Linked DNA regions of Sus scrofa: regions 1 and 3 are each linked to region 2. The links are chromatin contacts, called in public Hi-C maps. All regions are on one chromosome and are shown on one strand. Each heading gives the region's core, a stretch centred on a gene start, on an enhancer-like site or on the middle of the called end of the contact. The rest is flanking DNA. Distances are from core to core; before and after follow the strand shown.

Region 1 (3,712 bases), core at 1,063-3,562, 140 kb before region 2:
AGCACAATACTTGGGAATCCCCAAATACTGAGAATCAGCACTACTGCAATCTAGCAGGGATCTTGTTTTTTCAGCTTTTAGTTTTCAGAACCCTATTCATAGTAAGTGCTCAATAAAGCTGAATGGACAACTGAGGGATTTGTTCTATTTTGTGATTTGGTTGTTTAGGTAGCTTCTAGAAGAGGTGATTTGAATGTTTTATGCAGCAAGAGGTGAGGTGAGCAGAAGGGTAAGAGCTAAAAAACTGGTATGCACAGCAAAGTCTGGTAAAATCTGGCCCACACTGGTCTCCCCGCCATCCCCCCACCCCCCAACAGGACATCAGTGGCACAGCATTCAGGTCATTTAAAACATTGAAAGTGTTGAATAACCAGATGGGAAATATGCTGTGTAAAATTATTGTTGTGCATAATTTATTGTGGCCTTTAAAAGTTCTGATACAGAATAACACTTTGGAGGCTATAGCTTTATTTTACAAAATTATTATAATTGGATCTTATTTGTATATATGTCCTAATATCTGTAAATAAATAAACACGGGAACTCTTGGTTTCTTAGGAAGAATAGCCTTTAGTGAGGAATTTTCATTCACACATTGAATGTGCTAATTAGAAGAAAAATTTTCATTTCTTCATTAAAACAGGTTTCCCAGGTGTTGGGTATTCCTCACACTTCAAGATAAAACTATAGTATTTCTGCATGTGTGTGTGTGGGGGGGGGGTATGTGTGTTTGCGCGTGTGAGAGAGAGAGACAGATAGAAAGAGAGACCTACACTGTAGCTTGCCAGGTCCTTAACTCTATCTTGACTTCTGCCATACTTATATGTTTTTCTTAATACTTTTACTGCCTATGTATGCATCTCTACTCAACATGGTTTGGCTTTACCTGTTTTTGTGAACTACATATGAACGAAATCCTTCCGTACAAATTCTTTTGTTTCTTGTTTTTTACACAATGTTATATTTGAAAAGATTTACCAAAGGGGTTTTGTGTAGATGTAGTTCATCCTTTTACTACTGCTCTATTGTATTGTTTAAATATACCACACAATAGGGAGTTCCTGTCGTGGCACAGCAGAAATGAATCCGACTAGGAACCATGAGGTTGCGGGTTCAATCCCTGGCCTCGCTCAGTGGGTTAAGGATCTGGCATTGCCATGAGCTGTGGTGTAGGTTGCATACACAGCTCGGATCCCGCTTTGCTGTGGCTGTGGTGTAGGTCGGCAGCTACAGCTCTGATTGGATCCCTAGCCTGGGAACCTCCATATGCCGAAGCTGTGGCCTTAAAAAGCCCCCCCGAAAAAAAACCATGGCCACGAACATAGCCAAAAAATATGTATTATATTGTGAATATATATATATCACAAAATATAGTTGCCCACTACCCTTTTTCTTCTTTTTTCTTTTTTTTTGTCTTTTGTCTGTTTTGGTTGTTCCACATTGCGACCAACACCTGATATTATTAAACTTAGTGGCTGCATGAGTATCTCCTTGTGGCTTTAGTTTCCACTTTACTGGTTCTTAATGATGTTGTGTACCTTTCCATAAGTTTATTGGCAAAATACATTTTCTCTGAACGTGTTTTATCACATAGGATTTTTTTTTCACTATTCAATTTAAATATCCCAAATCAGACACATGTGGGAGATTATACTGCACTCAAATTGCTTAAAGCCAAATTCACAGCATTGAGTCAAGACCAGGAAATCAAGAATGAAGAGGAAGAGAGAGGATGAAGTGGGGGAAAGAGAAGGACTGATAAGTAATAAGTAGAAATAAAGATTTTAATGGAAAATTCAGAAGAATAGGAAAGGAGATTTGAAATTCTTTTAAAAGATAAGGAAGAAGGAATACATAGACTATAACGCTGAAACAGGGAAAACATGTAAATTAAAGATGGTAAAAGGAAAAACCTTTAAAATGGAACCTTACATTATTTCATTACATAAGAAGAAGAATGTAAATGAATATTTATTCTAGAGCCTACAGCACAGAGTATACAAGAGGTGCCCACCTGTATACAAGAGAGCCTCACACATACCAACATGGCATTTTAACTTTTGTTCCTTTTCACTGAGAAGACTGTTTTTGAAAGTTCCCTATCTTTTCAGCAACCACAGGCTTAGCTCAATGTGGGTCTCCATCTGCAGAGAATAAGGTAAAATCTAACCCGTTTGATGTTGCTTACTATTGGAATATGGAATGATTGTTTTTGCCTAAGGTGTTGCTATAATAATTAACTGGAAGGGAAGTGGTTATGGTAATGGAGGTTTCAGGTTTGGCCCAGCACTGGGGATTCTTAAAACTCACATGCCTGTGTTCTTAAGGACTGTCTAGACAGTAACATTTAGGAATTGTGGATTAGGGTTACCTAGTCATAATACTTAGAGATGTCATGTATTTTAACATTTCAGTTGCAGAAGAGCAAAAACAAAAAGTCTCACGTTTGATTCAGAAAAAAAAAAAAAAAAAAAGTTCTCTTTATTTAGAAGTTCCGGTTTATATAATCTCTGATCTCTTTGAGGAAACAGAAGATATTAAAATATTGCAAACCAGTTTATCTTGTCCTACACATGAGTTGATTCAATAGCATAACGATAAAGGTTATAACAATAATTCATTCAGAGATGGATTACACGCTAGTAAGGAATTCTTAACACATCACTGAAAATGGAGACCACATTTTACAAAGAAATAAACTAAATCATATCAAATTACTGAAGCGTTATAGGCCAAAAATAGGATTATAGATGGGTTACTTAATTCTATTAGACGTGCACTGATGTTTCCTTCCCAAGGTTCAGTCCTGAATCCTTAGCCCCTTACAGAATTTCAGATGGGTGACATTCAACCAGGTATTTGCAGTCCTGACCTTTTGTTTGAGCTGGAGTCCTGACCTTTCACTTTCTGCTGGGTATCTCTAATTTCTAAAATCAAACTCCATATCAGATCCCCCTTTGGACTTCCTCATTTATTTCGGCTATTTGAGTCTGTCTTGATGGCCTAAAATCTTGGAATCATACCAGATTCCTCCTTCTGGTCTATTCGCTGCTTAATCTAATCAGTAGCAAATTCTTGCCAGATCATTCCTTTCTGTGCCCCCCACCCCATTTCTAATCCTGACCTTTATCTCTCTCATACCTATACTATCACACCAGTCTCCTAACTAGACGGCTCCAGCCAGTCTTGGGCTCTTGCACACCCGATTCACCTTGGAATTCCAACATCCATTTCCTTCTACAAGCACGCCCTGCCATGCGAGTCCAATCAATTTGGAATCACGTCCAGAGTCCAGACAGCTCTACCCCATCCTTTTCTTTAATGATCATTTTCCTCATGCATACTGCTCTGACGGGACCTTCCTGGCAGCCCCCATTCTCTTAATTTATTGTCTGAACTCTTCCTTTGATACTAGGGACATACAGAGGAAGCTGCATTCTTTAAATTTTATGATTGGCACATCACCAGTGAAGTTAGCAAGCATCCTTTGTACTTTGCCTTTTTTCACTTAAAGACCCTGGACGTGTTTCTAGGAGTTCCTGTCGTGGCTCAGTGGTTAACGAATCCAACTAGGAATCACGAGGTTGCAGGTTCTATCCCTGGCCTTGCTCAGTGGGTTAAGGATCTGGCATTGCCGTGAGCTGCGGTGTAGGTCACAACACAGCTCTGATTCAACCCCTAGCCTGGGAAACCCCATATGCCACGGGAGCAG
Region 2 (3,699 bases), core at 951-3,450:
TTCTGTTTCATTTAAAAACATGCTAATCATAACCTACTCGATTGAGTGCATTGTCATTGCAGGTTTGAAGAATACATATCTTTGCACTGTTCCCATGAAAAAATAGAAAAGATTTGTTCAGAGTCCCTCAAAGTTTTCTTTTTTTTTTTCTGTAATATTTGATAATCCTCTCGCATATATATTTTGTATAAATACCCTTTGAAAGAAAATAGGAAAGGTTAAGTGAAAAGCAAATATCAGATCTCTGATATTTCTAATTTCTTATGAGAATTTAGATATCAGGATTAAATCCTGGCTCTCCTGAAAGTTGATAGTAAAGAGCTTCTAGCGTTTTTATTAGTGTAAAAACAACCCCCCAAGCGTTCTTGGGGGGTTGTTGGTAGCAATTTAGACTTTTCCTTTTTAATACTTTCACCTGCCCACATCCTCCCTCTAAAGTAAACTCACTCTATTAAACCTGGGTGCCAACACCAGTCACATTCGATTGTGATTATGCACTTTCCCAATCCAACATCACCATGGGTACTGATGTGACTTGTGGGCTTCCGTTTCCTAATCTCTAACATTAATGTGAACGAAATAATCTCTTGGGTCCTGCCCAGATGTAAAATGGCATAATTGTAGAAGTCTTCTAAGTGGGAAGTTTTCCTGCCACATCTAAAATGAGATTGCATTATAGGTATTGCAAGCTTCCGTAATTTCTACTACATAAAGTGAGTAGTTCTTATTAACATAGACTTCATTTTAACAAAATTTTAGAAATAAGAAACATTAAATATAAAGATGCGTTACTTATGGGGTGAAAAATTCCCAGGCTGTCTTGGGAAGGATAACCTGTTTAAGATGATCTTACACACTTTTTTTAGGGGGGTGGGAACATCCTTGTTTATTTGAGGCACCAAAGCAGCAGGAGGGCTTCAGTGGGGGGTGGAGGGCAAGGGCTGCAGCGGGATCCGAAGGTGGGTGCCACGTCCTGGTCAGCAGCCTAGACCTGGGATGGTGAACCCTGGCCTCCCAGAAGGCTGCCCTCCAAGCAAAATGAGCTACTTAGAGATGCTGGGGGGAAGGGGCTGTGTTGACACTTGGGGTTCTGGGGGCTGCTGATACTGGACTCCCGACACTTACTTCTACACCTTCCCTCACATACGGCTGTACGCTTACGCACGCCTGGCAGGACACATGGGCCACACGCCTGTCCACACAGCCCATCTTCCATACCTGGGGGCACACAGGAGCAGGAACTCAGTTCTGACTGTGGGACCCTCAGTATCTGTTCCCAAGTACCCCCCAATGAAGGCCTGACACAAAAGTCAGGGTGGCTGGCAGGTGCAGGGGGCGGGTTGCCTGTGGGGTGCCAGGGCTGAGGGGGTGGGATCAGCAGGGTCAGCCTCAAGATCCCTTGAGGGGCTGGGCTTTCCTTTCTTCCTGAGCTTTGGGAGTCTGGGCAGGGCACAGTAGCCCAGGGTCAGGGCCAAACCGCAGCAGAGCTGACAGTAGGCTGAGCAGGAGCCCAAGGCCCAGCACAGTGGCACTGGCCAGCAGCCCGCCATGGGTCACACTGATGTTACACAGGAAGCTCTGGCAGCAGTGGGTGCCTACAGACGCCACACTGAGATTGACGCTCGGGCCAGGACCAATCGGGGAGCAAGCAGCCCTTGTTCAGGGTGTAGCCAAAGTCGACCACGTTCCTGATGCTGTCAGATGCAGAGATGACCATGCAGTAGTTGTCTGATCAGAGCAGATGGTGGGCTTCAGGCAGTAAAACTTGCTGTTCTTATTCATGCAACAGAAGCACACCAGGGAGTGGGCTCGCTCCATACCCAGGAGGGCAGCCAGCAGTGCTAGCAGGAAGACCTTCATTCTGGAGGGGATAGGTGTCCGTCTGGGGTCTGACGAAGACAAAGTCAGCCCTGCTTGCCGCTGGACCCAGGTCCCTCGCCTGTCGCCTGTCGGCGCTGCCCAGCCCATGCCTGTGCCCATGCCCAGGTCTGCAAGGTGGCGGCCTGATCATACATACTTTCAAAGCCCTGTGTGTATATGCAAAAATTATATTCTACACTATTTTTTTTCAACAACTTAAAGTGATAAGGACCTACTAAGATAAAGTATTTTTTTTTTCTATTGAGATCAGTTCTTTCAATTTAATTTTACCTAGTGGGGAAGTTTCACCCTCTTAAATGCTAAGCCTCATGGGGTACTTGGTCTTTCCTGAACAGAGCCTTGCTAAGCTGCAGGAGCGGTTTCATTTGGACCAGAGCACTGGCACATCTGAGCCAGACTTGAGATCCAGTCCTGTGAACTCCCATTTATCTCTCTCTAGACAGACCCTGGACGCCGGGTCACAGACAAGCATTTCCGGAGATGTAAGTTACCCACGTGGAAGGGTTGGCCCAGCACTGTCCTCGATAGACCCTAATTACACTATGGGTGGAACAGAGCTAGAAAGGTGGTGTGAATTCCAGCTGTGTGCATTCAGTATTTCACACTCATAAGATTGGTTTTAAAAAGCATAGCCTTATCTTTTCTGCCTCGGTGCCAGGCATATCAGGATTTGTCCATATGAATAGCTTTGTTCAAACTTTGTCATACTGTATTTATTTAGAGACTCTATTGAAAGGCTAGAGACACATGAGACTTTAAGTTTTTCCTATTAAGTTTAGAGTCTTAGAAATTAAGGTCCTTCCAAATAAACAGTAAGGCTAATGAGAAAGGTAAATATATGCCTTTAAAAACTAACCAGTAAACTTGTTTTTATAAATCTGAAGTTGATTATATTAAAATGATTGATTTATGGTTTATATACCTGGCATTTGAAAGTATTTAATGTTGGGAGTTGCTATAGTGGCTCAGCAGAAGCAAACCTGACTAGTATCCATGAGGACTCAGGTTTGATCCCCAGCCTCGTTTAGTGAGTTAAGGATCTGGCGTTGCTGTGAGCTACAGTGTAGGTCACAGACACAACTCAGATCCGGTTTGCTGTGGCTGTGGTGTCGGCTGGCAGCTGCAGCTCTGATTTGACCCCTAGCCTGGGAACTTCCATATGCCACAGGTGAGGCCCTAAAAAAGAAAAGAAAATATTTAATGTTATTAAATATTTAAATATTATTAACAATTTGTGTTCTACCTTTGAGGATGCCATTAGCAGATATTTACTTTTCAATAAGTTTCCAGTTATTTTCTGTATTCTCTATGCTGCTTTGAATTTGGTGCTATGAACAGGTAGAGACCAACAGTAGAGGCTTACCTGTTTGAATAATTAATTTTTGAAGTTATTTAGTTTATGTTTTGTGCATTTGAAAGCTAAATGATGGAAATGATGGCTCATAGAGGCAAGGAAATTAGTTCCAGTTCATAAATTTTATTGACCTGTATGCCCTTCACAAACTCTTAGATTCCAGAAACATTTACCTGATATTTTTTTCTCTTGAATTTAATGTGTAGAGAAAATGATGTTAAAGTCTTTGAAAAACAGACAAGCTTGAATTAAAAAGAAATGTTTTGTCCCTACTGGGACTCCCAATAAGTGCCTTTTTAAACTGGTGTTCCCAATTTCAGAACCATCTTCTTTAGCTTTTCAATTAGTTGTACTTCCCAGAAACAAAAGCAGTTTATTTCATTCATTAGCAGAGTTAATTGACTTTTTCCCTTTTGTTTTTTACTAGATCGGAGTGAGAAGCAGATCAAATTTAGCTGAAAAGG
Region 3 (3,473 bases), core at 484-2,983, 160 kb before region 2:
AAACACACAGGGATGCCAAAGAGAGAAGACTGTTAGAGGCCAGAAGAGGGAGGAGGAGAAGTGAGCCAACTCTGAATGGTCCTTCCCTGTCAGACACCGGTAGGCACATTGTCTCAGTGTTCCTCTCGGTCCCCTGAGGTGGGTGTCGGCCTCTTCCTGTTAACCAGTAAGATCAGAGCCCAAAGTAAAGCAGTCGTTAGCGTCACCCAGCCAGTATGTGGTGCCGCCAGGAATCCGGCCAAGGTCTTGCTGAGCCTTGGCTCAGTTCAGGCTTTTCCCCCGGGCTGTGGTCGATTCATCAAGCTCTCCTAAGAGAAGGTGCTGGACATACATACACAAAAAGAAATACAGTCAGAAGAAGGATGTCTTCATATTTATGCATATGTCCAATGACACCATGTTAATTCAAAAGGAAAGCAGCAAGAAGAGAACAAACAGTAGATTCTGAAACAACAGTCACACTCTCTAGGTACATCTTTCCATATGGCAGTGTTGTGAGATTAAAAGTGTCATTCCTTCTTATGACTGGTCTACCCTTTCCAGTTCTTTTTTTTTTTTTTTTTAATTTTTTTTTTAGGGGTCAAGTCGGAGCCATACCTGCTGGCCTACACCACAGCCACAGCCATGCGGGATCTGAGTCGCAACTGACCTACACCACAGCTCAGGGCAACACCAGATCCTTAACCTACTGAGTAAGGCCAGGGATCAAATCTGTGTCCTCATGGATACTAGTCAGGTTCGTTAACCACTGAACCACGACAGGAACTCCTACTCTTTCCAGTTCTTTGCAGGGCCTTATACCTGCACCTGTCTGGTCTGCCCTGATCCTGCACACTTATAGAGACCACCAGCCAGGGCAGCTATTGATTCTTAACAAACCCAGGGTAGCAAAAGCATTCACACCCAGGAATCCTTGGATGAAGCCCAAAACAAGACTTGGTCTAAGAGGTAGGAGGTTGCTTCATCCATTTGTAGAGAGAGTCTTCCTGTTTGCACCTTGGACTTTTCAAAAGAGGCTAAGAGTGCTCTGCTAAAAAGAAAAGCCCCCTTTCTCAACACGCTTTCTGTTGTCACTTGTCAACACACTTTTTTTTTTTTTTTTTTTTTTTTTTTTTGCATTGAGAAACCAGAGCAAAACATAGGAGTGGACTTTGTAGCTGTTTCACTCAAAAACCAAAAACCAGCCAGAAGCCAACAGGGATCGGGTGACCATGACTTTTAACTGCATGTCTGCAAATACGCATGTGTATTACCTTGTGTATATTCGTGTACAAAATCACTGTACTACAGACAACCTCTCTACAGTTCAATGTTAATCAATACCGGCCCTATGATACATTTCTCTCCCGTCACAGAGTTTACTAGAAATCCACTAAGAGGTTTAGCTAATATGTGGCTCTAGTGAATATATTTGAGCCAAGAAATTCTCAATATGAGAGTTCTCTGGGCATTGAGCCCAAATTAGTTTTATGGAGCTCAATCTTCCACATTTAAGTAAATGCTTTATAAATTATTATTCTATCATCTATGATATAAACTTTGAAGGGTCAATATAGGAGAGAAAAAAGCATAAGGCTGTGCAACTTACAACCACAATGGCAGAAAAATGGACTTTTCATGCCAGTTATGATACGAGAGCCAAAAGAGGCAGGAGAATTTTCTGGCCTTTATGGCAGTTCAGAGTCCATCTGTTTCATCTCCTATTTGGCTGTCTAAACGGTTGGACTTTATTTTCTCTACATCATACTGAACTTTTAAGAACAAACAAAAAACTTTTATCTAAGGATTGTGCACAGATGTGTTGCATTACACATTTAAATAGGCTTTATGTGCATCTCCTTCATATATCAAATAATTTACTGTATGTGGTCTTTAAAATCCTATTTCTTTGAGCAGCTAACCTGTGACTATCACCAGTTCAGTGTCTAGCGCAAAATAGCTATTCAAGAATACTGGCTGTTTGGAGGAGTTCCTGTTGTGGCGCAGCAGAAACAAATCCGACTAGGAACAATGAGGTTGTAGGTTTGATCCCTCGCCTCGATCAGAGGGTTAAGGATCTGGCATTGTCATGAGCTGTGGTGTAAATCATAGACTCGGCTTGGATCCCACATTGCTATAGTGTAGGCTGGCAGCTGTAGCTCCGATTGGACCCTTAGCCTGGGAACTTCCATATGCCATGGGTGCGGCCCTCAAAAAGCAAAAAGCAAAAAAAAAAGTATACCAGCTGTTTATAAGTCATAAGCAGTCCACATAAACTGGAAAAGCAAGCAAAATTATTTAAAATTAGTATTATTCAAAGATTTCTGTCTGGTGTTTTAAAAAATTCTACTTAGTCTTGTTTGTACTAAAACTGTTATTTCATGGGCTTTGTATAATACAATAAAGGTTGTTACATATGAAATCTAAAATATTTCTTTTTTTTTTTCCTTTTGTTTTTAGGGCCTTACCATGGCATGTGGAGGTTCCCCGGCTAAGGATCGAACTGGCACTGTAGCCACTGGCCTATGCCACAGCCACAGCAATGGGGATCCAAGCTGAACGTATGACCTACCCCACAGCTCACAGCAACGCCAGATCCTTAACCCACTGAGCAAGGCCAGGGATCGAACCTGTGTCCTCATGGATACTAGTTGGGTTTGTTAACCCCTGAGCCATGACAGGAACTCTGAGACATAAAATATTTCAAAATAGAACATATGACATATTTTATGGTACTCATAGATTACTGCCAATGTTGCATGAATTGAATTAAATAAAATTCCTATCAAGTTGGAATCATAAATCTGGAAGAAATCTCAAGATAGCAAACAGTGCAGCTTCCTTCAATACAGGTAGACCAATCAGCCTCTTGTAAAAAGCAGTGATGCTCTTTGCATATTTAAAGATACCTCTATAGCCCACTGGATCCTGGGGCCAGGGCCTCCTTGCCTGCCTGCTTGCATCTCTCACAAACATCCTATCTTAATAAGTCTATTTCTTGCCTATCATTTTGTCTCTCGCTGAATTCCTTCTGCATGGAGCCATAAAAACCTGAACCTCAGTAAGTCCAGACACTGGCACCAGGTCCCCACAGTGACACATCGGCTACTGTCTTTAAGACTGATAATGCTGAGAAGCCCCAGGGCAAACAACAACCCAGGTGGGATCACAGCCCCGCCCCTCAGTAAACAGGCTACCTAAAGACCCCTCAGGCACACAGCTGCCTCTAATCCCATCCAGAGACTAAGCCCCACCCACCAGAGGGATCAGAATCGGCTCCTCCTACCAGGGGGCAGGCATCAGCCCCTCCCATCAGGAAGCCTACAGCAAGCCCCCATACTGACTTCAGCCACAGGGGGGCAGACATCAGAAGTAAGACAGGCTACAACTCTATTATCTGTAAGAAGGTCACCACACCAAAAACCTATAAAAAAAAAGACAGAGAACTATAACTCAGATGAGGGAGAAAGGAAAAACCCCAGAAAAACAGCTAA

What was found. Hi-C and Micro-C count contacts between places; a contact is called where the count stands out from the background.
Region 1: a contact with region 2 is called in a Hi-C map of epiblast stem cells, with 1.5 times the contacts expected there. The contact joins the enhancer-like site here to the promoter of LOC102168101 in region 2. A contact is called at or near these places in 2 of 5 promoter capture datasets (fetal liver and liver), 4 of 47 Hi-C or Micro-C datasets (alveolar macrophages, epiblast stem cells, heart right ventricle and 1 more) and 2 of 2 datasets of contacts at active chromatin or transcription factors (alveolar macrophages and skeletal muscle).
Region 3: a Hi-C map of liver shows a contact between it and region 2, with 4 times the contacts expected there. The contact joins the enhancer-like site here to the promoter of LOC102168101 in region 2. A contact is called at or near these places in 3 of 5 promoter capture datasets (fetal liver, fetal skeletal muscle and liver), 30 of 47 Hi-C or Micro-C datasets (adipocytes, alveolar macrophages, blood and 17 more) and 2 of 2 datasets of contacts at active chromatin or transcription factors (alveolar macrophages and skeletal muscle).

Annotation. Positions count from the first base shown.
Region 1 is chr15:44,607,544-44,611,255 of Sscrofa11.1, forward strand. No RefSeq gene overlaps it. Among named protein-coding and RNA genes, the nearest start is that of WWC2, 6.3 kb to the right of the region's middle. Within about 2 kb of position 2,313, at least 4 of the 83 cell types and tissues checked have an H3K27ac peak or open chromatin away from gene starts, as enhancers often do. A contact at or near this core is called in epiblast stem cells, where this site is marked.
Region 2 is chr15:44,748,932-44,752,630 of Sscrofa11.1, forward strand. It overlaps LOC102168101 (lymphocyte antigen 6E), which reads right to left and starts at 2,201. Exons shown (of 3, transcript XM_013984013.2): 1 at 1,734-2,201; 2 at 1,652-1,731; 3 at 1,366-1,650. The coding sequence starts at 1,980. The coding sequence ends at 1,390. It overlaps WWC2 (protein WWC2), which reads left to right. Exons shown (of 25, transcript XM_003359464.5): 9 at 2,217-2,363; 10 at 3,663-3,699.
Region 3 is chr15:44,586,023-44,589,495 of Sscrofa11.1, forward strand. No RefSeq gene overlaps it. Among named protein-coding and RNA genes, the nearest start is that of WWC2, 28 kb to the right of the region's middle. Within about 2 kb of position 1,734, at least 3 of the 83 cell types and tissues checked have an H3K27ac peak or open chromatin away from gene starts, as enhancers often do. A contact at or near this core is called in fetal liver, fetal skeletal muscle and liver, where this site is marked.